Linked DNA regions of Hordeum vulgare: region 2 is linked to region 1. Evidence: chromatin contacts called from public Hi-C data. All regions are on one chromosome and are shown on one strand. Each heading gives the region's core, a stretch centred on a gene start, on an enhancer-like site or on the middle of the called end of the contact. The rest is flanking DNA. Distances are from core to core; before and after follow the strand shown.

The links. A called contact is a pair of places that touch in the nucleus more often than the background predicts.
Region 2: a contact with region 1 is called in a Hi-C map of leaf, with 2.4 times the contacts expected there. The contact joins the promoter of LOC123410301 here to the enhancer-like site in region 1. A contact is called at or near these places in 2 of 6 Hi-C or Micro-C datasets (leaf and seedling).

Annotation. Positions count from the first base shown.
Region 1 is chr7H:572,825,246-572,830,178 of MorexV3_pseudomolecules_assembly, reverse strand. No RefSeq gene overlaps it. Among protein-coding and RNA genes, the nearest start is that of LOC123413008, 28 kb to the left of the region's middle. Within about 2 kb of position 2,193, at least 3 of the 3 cell types and tissues checked have open chromatin away from gene starts, as enhancers often do. A contact at or near this core is called in leaf and seedling, where this site is marked.
Region 2 is chr7H:573,389,231-573,394,163 of MorexV3_pseudomolecules_assembly, reverse strand. It overlaps LOC123410301 (peroxidase 45-like), which reads left to right and starts at 2,902. Exons shown (of 3, transcript XM_045103222.1): 1 at 2,902-3,244; 2 at 3,356-3,713; 3 at 3,845-4,445. The coding sequence starts at 3,026. The coding sequence ends at 4,218.

The DNA.
Region 1 (4,933 bases), core at 944-3,443:
TATAACTTTTGACTTGATGGATAATTCTGGTTGCCTTGAACATTTTTTGAATGAAAGAACCAATTGGGTTTTTCTTGTAACAATGAAACAGCGGTCAGAACCAGCTTTTGTTCCTATTTTCTGTTTCTATTCATGTCTTGTAGCTATATTTTTCAGAAGATAAAAATAACTATTTTTTCTAGCGATTGCGAAAGCAATGAAAGAAATGGGCTGCTAGGTGTGCGATCGAATCAGAAATATGAGCAGCTCCTAGTCCAAACCTGGATATAGGAATATAAACAGTTTTTTTTCCAGGGGAAAACAGAAAGAGAAGCAACTACTAGTCGAATAGAGCGATTAAAACAACTGAAAACAGAAATTGGAGCGTAGAAATTAGCCCATTTGGCCCGTCACTGAGACGCTACTGTCAGTTGGACGAAATCACTAATTAGCGAATACAACCTTCAACAGTTACTCCCACCTTCACACGTTGTGATAAATGACGCACTGTATACGTGTCACTTGTCGTAACCTGGGAGTTTTCTCTTTTTTCCTAGATCCGTATTTTTAAAACGTTTTATCTCATAAACCGTGCGTTCAAATCTCGAACCGTTTTCACTGTTGGCTTTCTCGCGTCAAGATCTTCAAAACTAGATTCCTTGTTGATAGGTTTTGACAAACTTTTTTTTTATGAAAAAAACCGTGCCTCACGCGATAGAAAAAACCCAGAAAACATTCCCTTTCCGAGAGGCACGGGTCGTGCCTCTCGTGAAGGCAAAACCGTGCCTCTCGCGAAAGCAAAACCGTGACTCTCACGCAAAAAAAAGAGCAAAAAACGCGTTTTTTCTCTTTTCGGCAGAGGCACGAGCGTGCCTCTCGCAAATGCAAAACCGTACCTTTCGCGGAAGCAAAACCGTACCTCTCGCAAAAAAACAGAAAACACGTTTTTTTCCCTTTCGGGAGAGGCACGGGTGTACCTCTCGCGAAGGCAAAACCTTGTCTTTTGCGGAAACAAAACCGTGTCTCTAAAAAAAACAGAAAACACGTTTTTTCCTTTCCGAAAGCACGGGCGTGCCTCTCGCAAATGCAAAACCGTGCCTTTCATAAAAGTAAAACCGTGTCTCTCGCAAAAAATGAAAACGCATTTTTTTCTTTTTCGAGAGGCACAACAGAAAACGAGTTTTTTCGCGTAAAAAAAAAAAAGAAAACGTAATGTTTTGCGAAAAAACTTGATTTTTTTCATCCAAAAGTTAGAAATGACCGGTGAAAAACCATAACATAAAAAAATAAAAAAAAAAGCCACTCAAAAAGATGAAAACGCGTGCGAAAAAATAAAAAATAAAATCCGAAGGGAATGCTCAAAATGCAACATGTGGCGACGGCTGAAAACGCGCCAAGTGGCGACGTGCGGGAGCGATCGCTCGAAGGCTCGCGAGGGAGCGCTCGTTAACTAGTTGCTCCCTTCTGATGCATAGCAGTGGGATGGTCTGTATGTAGCGACACCTGTTTGACGCAAAGAGCGTCATATGGGGTCAGTTTTTTTAATAGCTTTTAGAATAAACTGAAATACTTTACCCAGCTTATTTAAAAGTCCAATCAAATTTATCTTTTAAAAAGTCTACTAATTAAGAGTTGATTAATAGGCCTTTTTAAAAATATTTTTAATTGTGTTTCTAGGAGAAGCTGGATAGAGGGGAAAGTGCCCTTCTGCTCCCGAGTTCAAATGAGCTCGGTGGACAGTAAATAAAAAAATCAAAAATGGCTCAATAAATTCTGAATTTTTTGTGAACAAAATGAAAAAAGTTCAAAGCGCATGCAAATATTTGGCCTGAAGTAACATTCCTATAAGATGTGTCAAAAAAACAAAATCTATACATTCAAAATGCGCATTTTCAGAGAATCGATTTGTTTCTTTTTGCCACACCTTATCGAAATGTTATTTCAGGCCAAAATTTTGCATACACTTAGAACTTTGTCAACGTTGTTAACTAAATAAATTTGAAATTGTTTGAATGGTTTCAAGATTTTTTTTCTTTTGATTTTACTGTTTACCGAGCTCACTTGAGTTCGGGAGGAGAAACTCCACGTCCTGTAGGGTGTAGATTATTCTGAAAGCCTAAAAAATCTACCAAAAGAACTAGCACCATATGCGCTTTCCCACCGTATGTAACTCTTAGAGCGAGGTGGAGGGAAGGTCCGTCCTACACGCTATGTGCCTACCAAAATGCACCCCCCCAGGCCCACACACTCTACCTAGGTGTGAAGTTGGGGCGGCCCTCGCGAAAGGGCGGCCCTGTATTTGATTTTTTTTCATTTTTCTGTTTTTTCCTTTTTGTTTGTTTTTGCTTATTTTAAAAAGTTTGGGATTTACAAAAATCTTCAGATTTCAAAAATAGTTAGAAAATTAAAAAATTGTTCAAGATTTTGAGAAATGAATATTATTTTGAGTTTTATTCAACATTTTATATATTTTGATCAAAACATATTTAATTTTCTATGAAAATTTCTTGATTATGATGGTCTTTTCTGTTTTTAATGTACAAAGTTTGAATTTAATGAAGATTATTGGAATTAGATAAACATTTTTGGACTTTGATGAACAACTTTTGATTTCACTAAACATTATTTGATTTTGATGACTAGTATTTCCACTAAATGGACGTTTTCTGAATATGATGACCGAAAAATATGTGCGATTTATTTTTCATGAATTCAAATAATCTTCAAAGTTTGGAAGAATATGTCCTCGAATTGTAAAAATTGTATGTGAGTTCAGATTGATTTTCTGAATGATCAAGATTTTGATAAATGATAGACAAATCATAAATATTTGTAGAATAGAAAGGTTGATAAAATGTTCACGGAACTGTCCGTGTATTCGAAAGATGCTCATCACTTGAACAGAATCTCAATAATTCAAATAATATGTTAAAAAATAATGTTTCAAAAAATGTTCACGATTTAAGAAATGATCACGAATCCAAAATATGTTCATGCATTTCAAACAAATGTTCTTCAAAAGTTAAAAAATTCTTCATTAGTTTTCAAAGCTATTCTCAAATTTCTAAAACAAATTTCCGATTCAACATTTTCAAAATTCAAATAAGAATATCCAGCTTACAAAAAAAATGTTCTACATTTTAAAAGTTATTCATGACTTTGAAAAAAGATCACGAATTAAAAAAAATTCATGATTTCTGAAATATGTTCACGAATTCAAAACTTTTAAACATGTTCGCATAAAGGAAGGAAACATAAAATAGAACGTAAACCCAAAGAAAAAACAAAGAAAAATAGAGAAACCTGGAATTGGAGAACTAGGAATGGCCAGACATACAGAGGACCGGGCAAGTGAGGGTGTGTGTGTGTGGGACAGGGCGGGGGGGGGGGGGGGACCGCCACCTGAAAGTGAGCGCCAGATGGGCGGGCCACCTTGTCAGAGGCCACAACCTCGTGTTTTGTCCCGATTTTTTTACATAGTTTTTCCATTATTCCTTACTTTTCTTATTTTATTTATATTTTACAATATTCTAAATATATAAGATATTTCAAAAAAGATTCTGCATACGACATTTAAAAAATATTAATCTAGAAGTTTAAATATATTAATTGTGTATATAAAAGATTTTCTCATGAATATGGAAAATTTATACAAAAAATAAATGTGTATGTAAAAAGTGCGAAGTATAAACCATATTTTATAAAGTGCGAAGTATAAATCCTTCATTTACAAAATATATTAACCATATAAATAAAATATATTAAACATGTATAAGATGATTTGGAAGTATAAACAAAATGTACAATGTATTAATTTTTATAAATATATACAAAAAAGTTCCTCATAGATATGAAAATGTGTAACGTATCTTAAAAAATTGAGCAAAAAATATTTTTTTAAATGCTGATCGTGTATTAGGAACATTTAATCCCATATTTTAAAATAATTAAATGTATTGAAAAATGTACCTGATATTTACCGAAAATATACAATGTGTATGGAAAAATTACTCATCAAACATTTGTTTTACATCTTAACCATGTATTTGAATTTTTTTAAGCATGTACAAAAAATCCTGACATGTAAGTAAAATTTATAATTGTGTACGAAGAAACATATATTCATGTCAAGGAACAAAGTAAAATAAACAAAAAAAATGATGAAACCGAAGAAATTAAATAGAGGACACTTCAGGAACCACGAGGGAACGAAGAAAACTTATGAAAATAGAAAAGGAAAACATGAAAACCAGACAAAACAAACGCAAAAAAAAGAAACAAGGAAAATCAATCAATAAATAAAGATACATAAAATGAGGAAAAACATGAAATAAAAATTCAATAAATGAACAGGGAAATAAACAATGAAATTCAATATAAAAATACCCGAAGAAAACCATGAAAAAGCGAATGACACCCGTAAGAACCATAAAAAAAAAAGAACAAACCCGATGAGAAGACAAAGAAAAGTACGAACCTTTTTTTCAAGTCTGGGAGCATTTTTTCAACCGTGCAATAACATATATTCGAAACCAGGTAGTAACCAAGTTTAGAGTATTATAAATGTTTGAACACATATCCAACAACAAGTTTTTAAAGGAAAACTGAACAACTAGTTTGTAACCAAGGAAATAAATTCACTTGAATGTGGGCTTCACGCAAGCCGAAGAGGGTTTCTCGCTCAATGTGACGGACAAGCAATCGTGTATGGACGGGTGATTCGGGTCATCCTATTTTGCTAGCTTTGCCCATGATTTTGAGAATGTTCTAGTAGGTTCATGTTCAGTTATTTACCTATTTTGGAACCTCCTAGAAAGTTCTTTTGGGTTAATTTTTTCTATTCCTCTTTCTTAAAGAAATTAAATTATTGAAAATTAAAAGCATCATTTAGTACAAAATTTTCAGAAATTAAAAATTAGTACTCCCTTCGTCCCATAATATAAGAGTGTTTTTA
Region 2 (4,933 bases), core at 1,653-4,152, 560 kb before region 1:
CAACTGAACGGGTATCCAATACCCTCGCGTAATAGGAGTACTAGTAAAGCACACATCAACATCATGTATATCAAATATACTACTTTCGACTTTGCCAGCCTACTTATCTACCAAGCATCTAGGGTAGCTCCGCCTCAGTGACCGTTCCCCTCATAACAGAAGCACTTAGTCTCGGGTTTGGGTTTAGACTTGGGTCTCTTCATTAGTGCAACAACTGTTTTGCTGTTTCACGAAGTATCCCTTCTAGCCTTGCCTTTCATGAAACTTAGTTGTTTTACTAACCATCAACCATTGATGCTCCTTCTTGATTTCTACTTTCGCAGTGTCATACATCACGAATCTCTCAAGGATCATTGTATCTATCCTTGATATGTTACAGTTCATCACGAAGCTCTCACAGCTTGGTGGCAGTGACTTTGGAGAACCATCACTATCTCATCTGGAAGATTAACTCCCACTTGATTCAAGTGATTGTCGTACTCAGATAATCTGAGCACACGCTCAACGATTGAGTTTTTCTCCTTTACTTCATGGACAAAGAATCTTGTCGGAGGTCTCATACCTTTTAACAAGGGCACAAGCATGAAATCAAAATTTCATCTCTTTAGAACATCACTCATGTTCCGTGACGTTTCAAAACGTCTTCGGCGCCACGCTTCTAAGCCATTAAGTATTTTGCACCGAACTATCGCGTAGTCATCAGAAACGTGTATGTCGGATGTTCACAACATCCACAGACGACGCTCGAGGTGCAGCACACTGAGTGGTGCATTAAGGACATAAGCCTTCTGCGTAGCGACCAGGACAATCCTTAGTTTTACAGACTCAGTCCGCAAAGTTTGCTACTATCAACTTTCAACTAAATTTTCTCTAGGAACATATTAAAAACAGTAGAGCTATAGCGCAAGCTACATCGTAATTCGCAAAGACCATTAGACTATGTTCATGACAATTAGTTCAATTAATCATATTACTTAAGAACTCCCACTCAAAAAGTACATCTCTCTAGTCATTTGAGTGGTACATGATCCAAATCCACTATCTCAAGTCCGATCATCACGTGAGTCGAGAATAGTTTTAGTGGTAAGCATCTCTATGCTAATCATATCAACTATACGATTCATGCTCGACCTTTCGGTCTCATGTGTTCCGAGGCCATGTCTGCACATGCTAGGCTCGTCAAGCTTAACCCGAGTGTTCCGCGTGTGCAACTGTTTTGCACCCGTTGTATGTGAACGTTGAGTCTATCACACCCGATCATCACGTGGTGTCTCGAAACAAAGAACTGTCACAACGGTGCACAGTCGGGGAGAACACAATTTCGTCTTGAAATTTTAGTGAGAGATCACCTCATAATGCTACCGTCGTTCTAAGCAAGATAAGGTGCATAAAGGATTAACATCACATGCAATTCATAAGTGACATGATATGGCCATCATCATGTGCTTCTTGATCTCCATCACCAAAGCACCGACACGATCTTCTTGTCTCCGGCGTCACACCATGATCTCCATCATCGTGATCTCCATCAACGTGTCGCCATCGGGGTTGTCGTGCTACTCATGCTATTACTACTAAAGCTACGTCCTAGCAATATAGTAAACACATCTGTAAGCACAAACATTAGTTTAAAGACAACCCTATGGCTCCTGCCGGTTGCCGTACCATCGACGTGCAAGTCGATATTAACTATTACAACATGATCATCTCATACATCCAATATATCACATCACATCGTTGGCCATATCACATCACAAGCAAACCCTGCAAAAACAAGTTAGACGTCCTCTAATTATTGTTGCTTGTTTTACGTGGTGACCATGGGTATCTAGTAGGATCGCATCTTACTTACGCAAACACCACAAAGCATTCCTCCGGTGTCAGTGAGTTATATGATCTCATGGTCATAGAAACAAATACTTGACACGCAGAAAACAGTAGCAACAAAATGACACGATCAACATGCTACGTCTATTAGTTGGGTCTAGTCCATCACATGATTCTCCTAATGATGTGATCCCGTTATCAAGTAACAACACTTGACTATGGCCAGGAAACCTTGACCATCTTTGATCAACGAGCTAGTCAACTAGAGACTTACTAGGGACAGTGTTTTGTCTATGTATCCACACAAGTATTGTGTTTCCAATCAATACAATTATAGCATGGATAATAAACGATTATCATGAACAAAGAAATATAATAATAACTAATCATTATTGCCTCTAGGGCATATTTCCAACAGCCGCCGTCTAGGGCTGCCTTGTAGTTTTAGTTTTTTTAATTAATTTAATTCGGACGTGTGGACTATCGCCGGCTTTCGTGTCCGGCTTTTAATGTTTTAATTATGCCTGTTTATTATTTTCGCAAATACTTTATATTTTTTTCGCATGACGATAAAAATGAATCGGACCAGCGTTAGACGTATGCACCAGTCCAAACGGTGAAACGGATGTTGGTGTCCGTTGAACCAACCCAAATGAACAAAATATAGATAAAATGGATGTTCGTTTAGGTCAGCGGGTTGGACGGTTGGAGTTGCTCAAAGCCGCATGGGTTTTAGACTATCCTAGACGCGAAGGACTATGATGAGAAGTTGATCAGCGTACTGGTTGGAGGAGCAACAGCTCGTTCGTCAGCGTGCAACGGCACTTTCCATTCCTCGGCTCTGAACTTCCGGCCTGCGGCCGTTACGTGCACACCGTGTCAAATGAGCTGTGTTGTGGCACGAGCATCATCTTGTACATACTACATGCCACTTTGACCAAACCCCAAGTGGCAAATATCTAGCTGTTGCTCAAGCGACGAGGATTGGATTAGGGCAGAAGCCACGCTACCAGAAAAGTCGACCTCGATCGCGCTCTGGGCTATATAACCCCACGGGCAACCTCCATGTATCTCGACCGAGCTAAAACCGGTAAGGCACGAGCTAGCCGGCGCGGGCAGCCACACTTTTGGAAGAGCACGCAAGCTAGCTAGGCAACAGTCTTCACGAAGCAATTGAAAGGGACCTATCGATCGACCCATGGCGAACCTTGGATGGTCAGCCTCCCTCCTCTTCCTCCTCGTCGTCGCGGCGCTCCGCTCGCCGTTCGCCGCCGCGCAGCTGAGGCCGGGGTACTACGCCAGCATCTGCCCCAACCTGGAGACCATTATCCGGAACTCCGTCAGGCAGTCCATGGCCCAGTCCCAAATCTCCGCGTCCGCCACGCTCAGACTCTTCTTCCATGACTGCGCCGTCAGGGTACACAACACGACTATATACCTCTTATATATAGATGTCGACTCTGATGAGCTGATCGATGATGACGGAGGTATATATCTGCTTGTACGTACTTTGTCGTGCACGTTGCAGGGCTGCGACGCGTCGATCATGATCGTCAACTCGAACGGCGACGACGAGTGGCGGAGCCCGGACGACCAGTCGCTGAAGCCGCAGGGGTTCCAGACGGTCCTGGACGCCAAGGCCGCCGTCGACAACGACCCGCAGTGCCGTTACAAGGTGTCCTGCGCCGACATACTCGCCCTCGCCGCTCGAGAATCCGTCGTCCAGAGCGGTGGGCCGTACTACCAGGTGGAGCTGGGCAGGTACGACGGGAAGGTGTCGACGAAGAGCAGCGTGGTGCTCCCGCACGTCGACTTCAACCTCGACAAGCTCAACGCCTTCTTCTCAGGCTTGGGCCTCTCCCAGACCGACATGATCGCGCTCTCAGGTGACTGAACTAGCACTCGTCAACTTCTTCTGATTCTGAAGTCTGCACCCCATTTGCAACGCACGCACGCCGACATGTTGACAATCTCGCTGCCTGCACGATCGCATCGCATCGCTTGCGCGCGAATCCAGGTGGCCACACCATGGGCGCGGCGGACTGCAGCTTCTTCCAGTCGAGGATCGGCACCGACCCGAGCATGGACTCGGGCTTCGCGGCGCAGCTCCGGGGCACCTGCACCAGCAGCCAGAGCTCCGCGTTCCTCGACCCGACGCCGTTGGGGTTCGACAACTCCTACTACAGGAACCTGCAGGGCGGCAGGGGCCTCCTGGGGTCCGACCAGGTGCTGTACACGGACCCGAGGTCACGGGGCGCCGTCAACTACTACGCGTCCAACCAGGGCGCCTTCTTCTACGACTTCACCGTCGCCATGACCAAGCTCGGCAGGGTCGGGGTCAAGACCGCGGCCGACGGCGAGATACGGCGTGATTGCCGGTACACGAATTAGTTACTGACTCGCCGGCGGCCTTCAAAAGGAAAACTGTCCATGACGTAACTGTAATAAGATCGATCAAGTTGTTATGGACGTGGCTCAGCCCACCGGTGTCTCTTCAACTAATCGATCGACTGGGTAGTGTGCAATCCTTTTACCGTTGGATATGTTTTTTCTTTTTTGAGGATCAGCCGTTGGATATGTTGATGGAACATCTGAGATGCAGATGTCTTGTGTGAGAATGAGTCAGACCCCAACACAAAATAGCATGTTGATGGCTCTAGCTGTCTAGCCTGGATCTAGGCCGACCGGCACCAAAATCAAATCATATAATAGTGGGATAGTAGTAGTAATATCATCTCCACATTACATAGTAACATAATTTAGAAGCACAGCTTGTTTGTTGTCATACATGATACATAGTAATACATCGTTTAATATAATACGGTATCATGTAATGTTACTTAATTATTATTTTTAATTTGATTATGTGCTACCTCAGCAACAATATCTAATTGATACGCATGATACCCATTCAGTTTTTGTTAGTAAACATATAATATTTGTCCTAAGTTAAACGTACTAACGTTTGACTAAGTTTGTAGGGAAAAAAATAACATTCACAATGGAAAATCGATATCAATAAATGTATCATTGATTTAATTTTTCATATTGTACATCTCTAGTATTATAGATAGTGATAATTTTGTATATAAATTTGCCAAAGTTT